4 separate regions of the Mus musculus genome follow, and all the other regions are linked to region 2. Evidence: chromatin contacts called from public HiChIP or PLAC-seq data. All regions are on one chromosome and are shown on one strand. Each heading gives the region's core, a stretch centred on a gene start, on an enhancer-like site or on the middle of the called end of the contact. The rest is flanking DNA. Distances are from core to core; before and after follow the strand shown.

Region 1 (3,297 bases), core at 683-3,182, 460 kb before region 2:
CTCATCAGCTATTTACTCCCCTCGGAACTCAGGGAACATCACATGGAGCAGAAGGTGGAAAGGATGAGAAGGAGCGTTGTGCAATGTTGTCTTCTCTCATGACATGGCTTTGTACTAAACTTACCAATTGCACAAGACCTGCACAGTTCGAGCTGATGACATCAGTCAACATTGCAGCAGGCAGCACTATCCAAACTCAAGAGATGACACAAAAAAACAAAAATAAAACCAAAAAAGATGGAAGAGGATTGTTGAGGGGTGTCTGGGAGAGTAAGGGAGAATTGTTAGAGATATTTATGGTTAAGATACACTGTGTACATGTATAAGCTTATAAAATAATATATATATTTTAAAGTTTCACATTCCCGAAGCTGGGTCTGGAGATTATGCCGTAATCCAAGATAAAGCATTTCTGGCTATGGAAAGGAAAGCTAGAACAAGTGTAGCAATGCATGGCTGTAATCTCAGCATTCCAGAGCTGAAGGCAGAGGATCAGAGCTTAAGGGCTGCTGGTGTCATGTGGTGATTTCATGAGTTCAAGACCAGCCTCGGTAATAAAATAAAAATAAAAAATTTAAAAGGTTCTCAAACATTAACATCACCAACCTATAAAAAATATAAACAGCTGGATGTGGTGGCGCACACCTTTAATCCCAGCACTTGGGAGGCAGAGGCAGGCAGATTTCTGAGTTTGAGGCCAACCTGGTCTACAGAGTAAGTTCCAGGACAGCCAGGGCTACACAGAGAAACCCTGTCTCGAAAAATAAAAATAAAAATAAACAACAACAATAACAACAAACTGGGGTAAACCTGGTGGTTGTGGGGCTAGCCTTTTATCCCAGCAGTCCTAAGGCAGAGAGACAGGTGAACTTTGTGAATTCCAAGTCAGCCTGGTCTACAGAGCGAGTTCCAGGACAGCCAGAGGCACACCGAGAAACCCTGTCTAGAAAAAAAACAAAACAAAACAAAACTGTAGTTCACGATGAGCTAGTTTCTAAGTTTAGGGGGCTCAACTAGTTGAGAAGATCCTCAATGCTGGGCTCAAAGCTTGTTTCCCAAATTGTTTCTGGTCGCGCTTTGGGAACCACGTGGCACCAAGGTCAACGCAGTGTGGTTCGTTATCTCTCCAGATTTTCGATCAGGTCCCTCCAGCCTCGGTTTGCGGGGCTTCCAGAGAGAAGCTCCTGGTTTGGGTGACACTGGAATTAAAAAAAAAAAAAAAAGGCGGGACAATTAAAAAGATCCAAGTTGGATATGGCAGCTTACAGGCTGCTGGGAAATCTTTCATTTCTTTAGTCTCTATTGCTTTAGAAGTTTGTTAAATTGAGAGACACGAGTGTTTCATTAGAATATCTTCATTTTTGCCAGGCCAGTTAATAACCGCAACAGAACAACGTGAACAAAAAGCAGGCTTGGAAAACTCCCTCTGGGAACCCCCAAAATACAAAGAGCCCCGAAGCGTAATACCTATGAATGCTGTGACACTGCCCCCCACCCCCGACCACGTACACAACACAGTAAGTCACACTGCGCCTTTTCCAACCTCAGCTTTCATAGCTGGCTATATATATATATATATATATATATATATATATATATATATATCTTCCCAATTCCTGTCTCAAGCAACTATGGAGTAGCTCCAAGTCCCTGGGCTGGGGAGACCCAGAGAGGAAACAGGCTTTTGTGTCTAGCAACAATGAGAAAATCAAGCAGGGGGGTGGGGCAAGGAAAGACAGTGGCTGTGTCTGAGGAATGTGTTTAATCTTCATCCTCTGTCTCTCTCCACCCCATCCTGGGCTTAACTTCCCTGTGCACCTCCTTCTCTTCTGTTCAGCAGTAACCTTCCCTACTGGATCCCCTTAGCCTGCCTCTAGCATTTTCGTTGCTGGTAAGAACACTGCCTTAAGACCCATCCACCGGCAAGCACCAGTCCCTGACACTATTCACGATAGTCTGTTATGCTTGTTGCCAGGAGCATGTTGTCCTCTGAGAGGCTCCACCCAGCAGCTGACTCAGACAGATACAGACACCCACAGCCAAACAGTGGATGGAGCTTGGGGACTCTTATGGAAGAATAGGAAGAAGGATTGTGGGGCCCTGAAGGGGATAGGAACTCCATAGGAAGATCAACAGAGCCGACTAATCTGGACCCTTGAGGCTCTCAGGGACTGAACCAACAACCAAAGAACCTGTATGGGCTGGACCCAGGCCTCCCTGCATATATGTAGCAGATGTGCAGCTTGGTCTTCATTGGGTCCTGAACAACTGGAATCGGGGCTATCCAAAAAGCTATTGTTTGTGTGTGGGATATGTTCCACTAGCTGGGCTGTTTGTCTGGCCTCAGTGGGAAAGGAAGCACCTAGCCTCACAGAGACTTGAAGTGCCAGGGTGAGGGGCTACCCAAGGGCCCCAACCAGCTCAGAGGAGAAGGGGGAGGGGAGATGGAGGAAGGATTGTGGGAGGGGCTGACTAGGAGGGGAACAGTGAGCAGAATGTAAAGTGAATAAGTAAGAAAAAATAAAATTAAATTGGAAAAAATAAATGCTGGCAGAAACCAGTTTCTTCCAGCTCCTGGCTGAGCCTCGCACAGTGGTGTAATCTTCCTGGCAGGAGAAAATATCTTCTAAAGAGACCCTCCCTTTGACTATCAAACTATTGCGATAACGGACCCCCAACCAGGCTGGGAGGGACAAAAGACTGAGGCTATCAAGAGGCACCCCTGCCCCATCTCCCCAGAGATTCCACACAGTTCTGACAACTCCTCAGATCACCAGAAAGACAGCATGGAGCTCAGACAATGAGAGGTCTAGGGCGGACCTTTGCCAGGGCTGCTCAAGTGTGCATTCTTTTGTCCTTCTATGTGGCTTTGGTTTTGATAACTTGTCACAAATGTAGACATATCTGGGACGAGAGATCCTCAATTAAGAAAATGCCTGTGGGCTGGAGAGATGGCTCAGAGGTTAAGAGCACTGGCCACTCTTCCAGAGGTCCTGAGTTAAATTCCCAGCAACCACATGGTGGCTCACAACCACCTGTAATGGGATCTGATGACCTCTTCTGGGGTGTCTGAAGACAGCGACAGTGTACTCATATATATATATAATAAATAGTAGTATCCTAGAAAGGTAGCTGGAGTCGAACCTAAAGAGTGAGCCATTAGGCAACATTCCTCCATGGCCTCTGCTTCAATTTCTATCTCCAGGTCCTGTCCTGATTTCTCTCCATGATAAACTAGAAGCTGTAAGATGATGTAAACTCCTCTAAACATTGCTTCTGGTCATAGTGTTTATCATA
Region 2 (3,112 bases), core at 459-2,958:
GTCTGTTCTGATTGGCTCATAGTTGTTTCAATGCAATTTCTGTGGCTATAATAAAACACAGAGGATGAGGTAAGTTTTTTGTTTGTTTGTTTGTTTTCAAGACAGGGTTTCACTGTATCGCCCTGGCTGTCCTGGAACTCACTCTGTAGACTAGGCTGGCCTCTAACTCAGAAATCCGCCTGCCTCTGCCCCCCAAGTGCTGGGATTAAAGGCGTGCCCCACCACTGCCCAGCTCTTTTTATATTTTTAACTTGTTTTCTTAATGGTTACCCTGGAGTTTCAATTACCCTAATTTGTAACAAGTTTGTTTTCATAATATCAGTTTAGCTTCAACTGCATACTCATACTCTCTTCCTCCACTTATCTATCCCTCCCCTTTTACTTTCTTATGTTTACAGATTACATCTTTTGATATTTTATTCCCCCATTCGTGGTTTGTAATACTATCTGAGACAGTTGCCTTTTAGATCAAAGAACCATCTGACTACTGGGGAAAGTTTCAAAGGTAGAGGACCTAGAGAGTTAACTCAGTAATTAAAAGCACGCACTGGCTACTCTTCTAAAGCACCTGTGCTCAGTTCCCAGCAGTTTCAGGGGATCTGACACTCTCTTCTGACCACTGAGGGCGCCAGGCACAGATGTGGTGCACATAAACACACACAGGTAAAATATTCATACATATAAGATCAAAAAAATAATTAAAAATAAAAAGTAGCCAGACAGTGGTGGCACATACCTTTAGTCCCAGCACTTGGAGGCAGAGGTAGGCAGATTTCTGAGTTCAAGTCCAGCCTGGTCTAAAGAGCTAGTTTCAGGAACATCCAGGGCTTCACAGAGAAATCCTGTGTTGAAAAAAATAAACAAAAATAAACAAAAATAAAAGTAAATTAAAAAAAAAGGTATTTCTTTGGTAGAAGGGCACAGAGGGAAGTATCTGGGGAGGAGGGGCACCCCAGAGACACCTCCAGAACAGCAAACCCTGGGATTGGAATTGTGTTTTGAAGACTGAAAAATTACCTTGTAAATCTACAGGAAAAGATGTCAAAATGTTTCATTTAGGGGGGGAAAAAAAGCAAGTTACCAAGAAGCATGGTGACCCTAATTTTTGTGACTATGCGTGTATTTACATGTATTTAAAGGCGTATGAGTATCCACGCACAGAAGCCCGTTCACAGCTATAATAGTGGCGCTCTGCCGGTTGTCTCCAGCTGTTGAAGCGATGGGAGGAGGGAACCTTGTCCCGTCATTCCCTAGTGCATGCTATACTGTTTGTCCTGTTTACAATGAACACACATCACTTTTGTAACCCCGGGAAAGGGACTCATACTGGGGTTTTGTTTGTTTGTTTGTTTTGTGTTTTGTCCCCCACCCCACCCCGAGGGGTCAAAGGGATGAGGAGGCACTCACTGTGCTGATGGATGCCTGGGAGGCAGAGGGAACAGCTCGGGCAAATGCCAGACACAAAAACACTCCCTGGTACAGGAAAAGCAGCCCCGGGGCTGCCTAGAAAGCCCTGGAGCTGCTGGGAAACAGGTGTTTCCAGGGACCCCTTTATCCAGGCCTTTCCCAAAAAAAGAGTCCCTGCTTGGCATAAGGGCAGGAGAGCAATACTGATTTACAAGTTTTGCTTTATGTATGTGTTAAGCGAGTTAGTCACTGTGGGGAGAGAGAAAGCCCAGAGGCTGGGAGGCCTACAAGAGAGACTGTCGCAACAATTAAGAAAGAAAAGATGGAGCTGGAGGTGAGTCAAGGCTTAGGAGAGAGAAATAGAAATGGGAGATAAGGGGAGGCCAGACCCAAAGACTAGTTAGCCCAAGTCTGTTTGCACAAGGGTTCCTTGGCTTTGGCCCTGCCTGGCGTGTCAGTGGCCACGAGCCAGGTCAGGGGATGATCAGGCTGCAGATCACTGCGAGGTTGCTGCTGATTCATGATGATGAGCAGGAAAATCCCTCCCATCAGCAGAGTTCGGTCGGTCGTCCTTAGCAACTTGCAGAGCCCCCTGACTTCAGTCTCCCGGCATAGCAAATGCAGAGATGGCTCAATGGGTAAAGGCGCTTGCCTGCCCCAGGCTGACAACCTGAGTTTGACCCCCAGAACTCCCAGGATGGAAACAGAGAACCAACTCTTGAATTTTTCCCTCTGCCTTCTTACATGCATCACCATGACATTGTGTATGAATATACAACGACAATGACGATGACGACGATGTGATGGTGATGATGATGATGATGATATATTCAATTTCTGTTCCTTGTCTTAAAAATGAAGCAGCCAGAAGAGGGAACTCATCCAGAGCAAGACCCAAACACTAAGCCCGTTTCCCTATGCACACTGCACACAGCGAGTAGCTATTGCTCTTCCCAGAGAGCCAGTACAACTCTGTGCTTGCTTTTTGCTCTATGTAACCTCAGGCAGTCCACACAACCTGTGTCTTGGACTGCCTTTTGTTTTGTTTTGTTTTGTTTTGTTTTGGTTTGGTTTGGTTTGGTTTTTGTTTTTGTTTTTGTTTTTGTTTTTGTTTTTGTTTTTGTTTTTGTTTTCGAGACAGGGTTTCTCTGTGTAGCCCTGGCTGTCCTGGAACTCACTCTGTAGACCCTGTAGACCAGGCTGGCCTCGAACTCAGAAATTCGCCTGCCTCTGCCTCCCAAGTGCTGGGATTAAAGGCGTGCATCATCACGCCTGGCTTTGGGCTGTCTTCTTTAACACTGGGGGAACGGTACAGATGTTTTGTGTGTTTCTGGAAAGATAAAGACACGATCTGGGTAAAGAGCTCAGAAGAGGCCTGGTAGTGGTGATGCACGCCTTTACCTTGGCACTCAGGAGGCAGAAGCAGGTGGATCTCTGAGTCCAAGGCCAGCTTGGTATACAGAGTGAGTTCCAGGACAGCCAAGGCTACCTAGAGAAACCGTGTCTCAAAAAACAAAAACAAAAACAAAACCTAAAAAACAAAAAACAAAAAACAAAGCTCAGAAAAGACTCGAACATATAAGTGACCCATAAACACAGGTGTCCCAAAAGATCCTCTACAAAGCATTGTGGGAGTCCAGCTCCGCGTCTTAGCCAGGCGCTTGTCTTACTTCTCTGACATCTGCTCCTGGGTCCAGCCTTGAAC
Region 3 (3,072 bases), core at 219-2,718, 340 kb before region 2:
GAGTATGACCAGGTCACTGAATTCCCACTGTCTGGCCAGGGCAAGTCCTTCTGCAGAGCCAGCACTTGAGGACTTCCAAAAGGACCTGTAGGAAAGAGGGGGTGGGAGGTCACATGTGCTGTTCATAAGGGAGCACACCCTCTTTGGGCTCACTTCCGCGAGACAGGACTCTCTCCCCCAACCCTGGACAAATGGCTTGTGAAGGATCTGTGTGCCATCGAGAGTGGCTGCCAGGATGGTGGCTATGACGGCTGGCCCAGTTGTGGGTGCCTTTGTGCGCTGTGACTGGGTGTCTGTGTCTGGAGTCACTGAGCGCTTGTTCTGTGGGGTAAGGGGTGTGGGGGTGGGGGCACGGCCTGTAGCAGGGAGGTACGTGAGGCTGGGCACGAACTGCCTCACCCACCAGGTCTACTCTTGCCAGGTACAACCAGCTGCTTCGGACCAATGCCTACCGCCTCCTCCCTTCCCTGGGCACGGCCAGGCCGGGGGGCAAATGACTTGGCGGGCACCTCCCTCACTTGGACCCACTGGGGTTAGAGCCAGCTCACCTGGGGCGCAGGCAGGGTTCCTTGCTGGTGGGTGCTCTGCCAACCGCCCCCCTTTCCGGGACTCCCAGTGGGTAGACTGGGGAGGGGGGCACTGGCCGAAAGACAGGCCCCCTTCTGTCCCACTCTGTAGATGGGTCGAACTGGGCACAGTATGCCTGATGGATAGAGAGGACAGTTCTCTGTTGAGGGCCCAGGAAATGATTTCCATGTAAATGAGATGCAAACTCCTTAATGAGTTTGCAATTAGGAGTCCAAGCCTGCCAGGCCTGGGCAATGCCTTTGGGTTTTATGAATGGGCCGGGGCCCGGAGGGGGGAGGCGGCGCGCCGGTCCGCCCCCACAGCTCCCTGTCTCCGGGCCCGCGACATGCCGCGCCGCACGTTGCTGCCTCCCGGCCCGCCGCAACTTGGCCGATCGCCAGCGGGTCAGCTGCTCCGGACCGCGCGGGAGGCTGTCGGCCAGAGTCCCCGCCACGCTGCCTGCCCGCGTCGCGTTGTGGCCGAGGACACACCCCCTGGGGCCTGGTTAGGGCTCTGTCCTCCGGCGCCCCTTTCCCCGTTATGGGAATGGCTTCTCGCTGCCGAAATAGCGAAGCTAGCCTTTGGGCTGGGAGCGCACTGGCTCCTAACTTGTAGGGCTGTACGTGCGTGACCTTGGGCAGGGTGCAAACAGAGGTGACAGAGAGGAACCAGTTCTCACCCTAGAGTTCCTGCATCTCTCTAGCTCCCTTCTTTGGTTTTCTCCTGGCTTGCTCTCAAAGGTGATTCCCACCAAACCCAGGGCACCTGCTTTGTTGTATACAAAGCTGCCCCCTGTCTGTTCCGGGCCTGGGTTTGCCTTGGGGTTGAAAAGAAAGGCCTTCTAAGTGAGTGCGTGTGCAGGGGAGAGTTATGGTCCCCCAAGACTCACCAGATTGACAGTGTAGAGTCTTCTTTCCCCAAAGCTTCCTCCCCTCCCCCACTGCTTTCAGAGTAGATTAACTAATTACTTCCAATTAAAGCCGGTAGATCTCTGTACCTCCTGGGCTTCAACACTGCCCCTAGGAGTCTCCCTAGGCTGCCTGGGTCTGAAAGGGACCTGGCCACTTAGGGGGATCAGTGAATCAGTTAAGTAATGCAGGGGGCCACAAAGGAAGCCCACTGGGTCATGTGCTTGACGGGGAGGGCTGCAGACAAGCCTGGCCCTCTGGCTGCAGCATGGAAGTGTGGCCCTGCTTCAGGCCCTAATGGGCCCGGGAAGGTCAGGAGCTGCCGTCTTTGGAGGTAAGTCAGCCGGGTGAAGGTCCTGTGCAGATGCCCAGGGCTAGAGAAGCAACCACCAGAGGATAATCCAGAAGCCACCAGTCCTTGGGGACACTCGTAGCCTCCCTCACCCAGGATGTCCCTCCTCTGCCTTCCAAGTGCTCCACCCTTCACTGGTCTCAGCACTAGCCCAGCCCAGTCCATCCCAGGCCCCACCCTGACCCCACGTGTGGGACGTGAGGGGAAGGATACCTGGCATCAGAGGTAGGGCGATGGGTTGTGACCTAAGTCTCACCTCTGGACAAGCTGGCCTGTCTTGGTCAGGCAAGCTCATGCCAAGATGTGACTCAGGGCCAGGGCCTAATTCTATCTTGAGTTCTGCTGTAGCAGGGATCTGGGCTTGGATCTCTGTGTGTATGTTTCTGGCTTGAGGTGCCCTCTCTCTCTCAGCTCTTAGGTTCTAGGGTTCTGGCTATAGCTGCACCTTCTAGCACGTTGCCCTGGTAGGAGGTGGCAGGAAAGGCTTTCTGGCAGGAATAAGAGTTTCAGGGGCAGAGGGCAACTGAGCTATTCAGGGCAGGAAGTGCCACTTCTGGGGTGTTAAAAGTCTGTTTGCCAGCTTGCTTAACCCCTAGGTCCATATAAAGCGGGTCACAACTTCCTCACATCTAGGGTTGCTTCTTTATGTATGCTCAGGTCAGTGACAGGGCAGCTTAACGTTTTTACTTGTTTCTCTGTCCCTTGTCCCCCTTCTCAGACCTTCCCAAAGATCTGTAGGACTCTGTTCTTTCCTGCATTTCTTTCTGGCCAGCAGAGGGCGCTGCCCAAGGACTGAGGCCACCAGGGAGGTGGGTAGAGAATCCTTCCTTGTGTAGGGCTAGTAAGTCCGGTCTCCCTGGCCTGTCCTCCCCACCCCCCCAGCTGCCCCCCAGGAAGTTTGCCTTTCTTTTTGATGATTTAGACTTAACCTGTCAGAGGGTTCGAAGTTAGACAACAGGATGAACCCAGGTGGCTTTGGGCAGGAAAAAGAGCTTGAGGGACAGAGATGCCTCTCCCAACATCTTAAATGGGGAAGGCGCACTGGAGATGGCCGGCTTTCCTTCCCTGACCTTGGAAGAAGGGTTGGGAGGGGCTGCATAGACTAGCTGGTGTCCCACCCTGTGGGAGGGACTGCTGTGGACATCTGGGCTACATCTGGGATCCTGGCAAGACAGCTCATGGGTTATAGGATTCAGCCCCTGGTGGTCTCTCATTAGGCTCCCGGGGAACCCTTTATAAACAGGT
Region 4 (3,289 bases), core at 69-2,568, 260 kb before region 2:
AACTTGCACGCACACACACACATATACAGTAGTCATGAGGAGCTGTGTTTGTCTGTCTCTCTCAAGCTGGACACTTGCTTGTTATTTGGCAAATAACACAGGCTATCCAGTTACATAGAATGAAGCTAAGTATAAGTATATCTCAAATGCTGTATGGGATATACTTATGCTAGGATATTTGTTGCCTTCTCTTCAGCTTAACTGGATATCTTCCACCCCCTCTAGCAGGCAATCCAGATACTTTCCCTGTGCCCAAAAAACATGTTTTTGGAATCCAGGATATTCGTAGTTCCCTGAGGGCAGGAGTCTCTGCCCCTTAGACTGAGAAGCAAGCTTTGGTCCATCAGAGCAGAGCTGAGAGTGGTGTATCTTTCCCACCAGACTGGGAACTTCCTGAGGTCAGGGGTTGATTTTTACCAGGCGTTTTAGAGAGTTTCAGGGTTAGCATCTGTTTCTAACCATGCCTGATTGTCCCTGGAGCAGGCTCTGTGGATTGCTGGAGGCCTCGTCTCTCCCAGAGCAGCGCTGGTGATCCCTGCCTGTACTAGTGAGTGTTCCTGACCACAGGAGGAGCCAGGGGCCTGGAGGATTGCCTTCCAGATGGGTCCTCCTTCTAGGAATCCAGCGTGGAGGTGCTCTGGAATGCTGAGCCTGGGAGTTTGGAGAAGAGCGTCCACATCCTCTAAGCCTTCTAATCTGTCCCTGGTCCTGGCCAGGGCTCTTGAAGGCCGCGTCTACCTGTTCCCAATTAGGTTGTGGAGAGAGTGAGGTTTGGGGGAGCTCTGAGATCTGGGTACCCAAGCTTCATGCCAGTCAAGTGTGCCTTGGTGCAGTGGTCCTGCTGGTCTCCTGGCTGCCCATGAGCATCTCAACAGATTGCCAGCCTTCTGTCAGCCTCAGCCATTCCCAAGGCCTTTGCTCCTGTCTGTGGTCTCCTTGCCTCTAGTATGCTCTGCACCCAGGGCAGCTGAAATCTTCATCAACCCGGACCACTCAAGGAGCCAAACAGGAATCCAAGGCTGCAGGGATGAGGTGGGGGTGGGGTGAGCAAGTCAGGGGAGCAGAGATAGGAACTGTGGTGTATCCCTTGCTCCTGCACCCCTCCTAAGGCCCCTCATGCCTCAGGGCATCTGAACTCTTCCTGGAAGCCGAGGGAAGGCCCTGGAAAGCCCTTTCCCACGGTCACAGCCTCAGCAACCCCCCCACTCCCTTGTTAACTATAGCCACCCCAGGCTTGCCCTCTGCAGGGTGCACCCACCCTATTGCTGAAGGCCTCCTCCTTAGGCTGAGTGCTTGCCGCCACCCGCCCGCCCGCCCGCCCGCCCGTGGTATCATCACCCCACTCCTCAGGCCGCCCAGTCATCAGGTCAGCAATTAGCTACTTCCTCCCAGCCACATGAGGCCACCAAACGTCACAGCCCCTCCTCCAGCCTCTGCTGCCAGCAGCAGGAGTGCTGGGGGTGCCCCCCACCCTTTGTAGTCAGTGCCAAGTCCTGGCTGCACACCCCCTCCCACAACCTACTGAGTGCTGCGGTAATGAGCTCCCATCTAGGAAGCTGGAAGCCGCCTGGCTGCCTCCTCCTGTCACCCCATTCTGTGGCCTGGGTGGGGCAAAGCTGTCTCGAGGGTGCTGGCAGCGGAGCTTGGGCAGGGCTGGAGACTTGGGTGTCCCTGACCCCACTTGTAAGTGGTTCCTCCTGGGGCCCAACAATCTGAGAACTGATAATGGCAAGTCTAGGAGAAGAGACAGAAAAGGGGGACACCTTCAGATGCCTCGGCATGCTCCTCAGGAAGTCCCCGTAGGCTCCCACACCCAGACCTAGGCATGCCCACAAGTACAAGCTGTTCACAATCCATCCGTCCTGCTGCAGTGGGGGATCCATGTACTCAGGCAGCAAGCCCATCACATAGCAGTGCCAGAATCAGGACCTGTAGAGGAGTCAGGGTTGAGGGAGGGAGAGGCAGACCATTGATGCTCCTGTTTGGGTTGGGGTGGGGGCGGAAGATATGATTGTCAGAGAGAATTAAAAATAAATCCAACGAATGTGTGTGATCTTAGATTACTTGGGAACCTGGAGTGGTTGAGTTTGAATAATACAAGGAGATGGGAAAAAAAAAAAAAAACAGAACTTGGTTGGAGAGTTGGGGTCTTGGTTCAGGGCTGGCCCCACATTGATGTAATGATGGGGGACCCTTTGGTATCCCATTACTCGGGTTTGTGGAGGTGAGTTTGCCTTGGGAGGAGGTGAGGCTGCCTGCCCTAGTCTTTTCTTGATTCCTGGCATCCAACCCCGTTTAGATGAAGGGCACAGGTGAGGGATGTGGGGGCGTGGCCAGATGCTGCCCTGATTGGCTTGGGGGTGGGGCCCAGGAAGGGTTGTCTACCTGCCCCACCCCTGAGTGGCTCTCTAACAAGTAGCCAAGAGCTGGCTTCTTGTCCTGGGAGGGGATGAGTCACCTAGCACCTCCCTGACCAGGTAAATGAGGCAGTAGGGGTGGGAAGCTGGGTGGAGGGGTTTTCTAGGAACATTCCTGGAAGGGAATCTGGGAATCGCCACTGCTGTGGGAACCACCTGCCTACCTGCCTGCCTGCACCTGCATCTTGGCTCAATACACCCTCCTCCTTGTTCTACCAGCTAGCCTCTAGGTTCACAAGGCAGGGCCCTTGCCTCCTTAGCCCAAGCCCATCTCCAGCCTGCTGCTACCACCTAGCCTGCCCAGCAGGCTCTCCAAGCTGTGGTTCCAGGAGCACACATATGCACGTGCTCCTAAGCACATGCGCGCGCGCCCACACACACACACACACACACACACACACACACACACATACACGCACACACACGTGCACTGTCACTACCACAGGCAGTCACACTAGCAACAGCACCTCCCTAGGCTTGTCTGTACACACACACACACACACACATACACGCACACACACGTGCACTGTCACTACCACAGGCAGTCACACTAGCAACAGCACCTCCCTAGGCTTGTCTGTACACACTCACACACATCCACACCATCCACACCCACACACCATCCACACCCACTCAGACATGCACATTTACACACCTACGGCTATAATACTGGTGTGTGTTTATTAGGACCCGTATTCCCAGTGCCTGGGAATGTGACTTTATATGGAAACAGGTTCTTCGGAGACTGCAATCAAGTTAAAAGGACATCTTACTGGACAATGGCTGGTGTACTTAGAAGGAGAAGAGAGACTTAGAGATGCAGAAGCACAGAGCTGCACACAGAGAGAAGTCATGCAAAGAGGCAAACTCGG

Evidence for each region. HiChIP or PLAC-seq counts read pairs in DNA pulled down with a chosen protein or histone mark.
Region 1: a FOXA1 HiChIP or PLAC-seq map of pancreatic cancer cells shows a contact between it and region 2. The contact joins two enhancer-like sites. A contact is called at or near these places in 9 of 39 promoter capture datasets (the 3T3-L1 cell line, the C10 cell line, the HPC-7 cell line and 5 more) and 4 of 115 datasets of contacts at active chromatin or transcription factors (the 230-238 cell line, bone marrow-derived macrophages, extraembryonic endoderm stem cells and 1 more).
Region 3: an HNF4G HiChIP or PLAC-seq map of pancreatic cancer cells shows a contact between it and region 2. The contact joins the promoter of F630040K05Rik here to the enhancer-like site in region 2. A contact is called at or near these places in 2 of 39 promoter capture datasets (embryonic stem cells and neural stem cells), 7 of 15 datasets of contacts at CTCF or cohesin (CD8 T cells, the NIH/3T3 cell line, embryonic stem cells and 3 more), 72 of 484 Hi-C or Micro-C datasets (B cells, the Ba/F3 cell line, CD4 T cells and 39 more), 41 of 115 datasets of contacts at active chromatin or transcription factors (the 230-238 cell line, the HPC-7 cell line, SST interneurons and 26 more) and 3 of 9 other capture datasets (adipose tissue, liver and pancreatic islet).
Region 4: an HNF4G HiChIP or PLAC-seq map of pancreatic cancer cells shows a contact between it and region 2. The contact joins two enhancer-like sites. A contact is called at or near these places in 1 of 15 datasets of contacts at CTCF or cohesin (stem cell-derived epiblast-like cells), 1 of 484 Hi-C or Micro-C datasets (the N1E-115 cell line) and 6 of 115 datasets of contacts at active chromatin or transcription factors (acute myeloid leukemia, craniofacial prominence, embryonic stem cells and 1 more).

The regions. Positions count from the first base shown.
Region 1 is chr17:45,608,494-45,611,790 of GRCm38.p6, forward strand. No RefSeq gene overlaps it. Among named protein-coding and RNA genes, the nearest start is that of Mymx, 8.1 kb to the left of the region's middle. Within about 2 kb of position 1,933, at least 73 of the 459 cell types and tissues checked have an H3K27ac peak or open chromatin away from gene starts, as enhancers often do. A contact at or near this core is called in pancreatic cancer cells, where this site is marked.
Region 2 is chr17:46,068,388-46,071,499 of GRCm38.p6, forward strand. No RefSeq gene overlaps it. Among named protein-coding and RNA genes, the nearest start is that of Vegfa, 38 kb to the left of the region's middle. Within about 2 kb of position 1,709, at least 47 of the 459 cell types and tissues checked have an H3K27ac peak or open chromatin away from gene starts, as enhancers often do. A contact at or near this core is called in the G1E-ER4 cell line, the HL-1 cell line, the N1E-115 cell line and 7 more, where this site is marked.
Region 3 is chr17:45,733,038-45,736,109 of GRCm38.p6, forward strand. F630040K05Rik (RIKEN cDNA F630040K05 gene) reads left to right here and starts at 1,469. Exons shown (of 5, transcript NR_152153.1): 1 at 1,469-1,809. 1600014C23Rik (RIKEN cDNA 1600014C23 gene) reads right to left here and starts at 807. Exons shown (of 2, transcript NM_028164.1): 1 at 549-807; 2 at 1-85. The coding sequence starts at 756.
Region 4 is chr17:45,806,178-45,809,466 of GRCm38.p6, forward strand. The region is part of intron 1 of Gm46607 (a long non-coding RNA gene); the gene reads left to right. Among named protein-coding and RNA genes, the nearest start is that of Gm46607, 19 kb to the left of the region's middle. Within about 2 kb of position 1,319, at least 56 of the 459 cell types and tissues checked have an H3K27ac peak or open chromatin away from gene starts, as enhancers often do. A contact at or near this core is called in the N1E-115 cell line and pancreatic cancer cells, where this site is marked.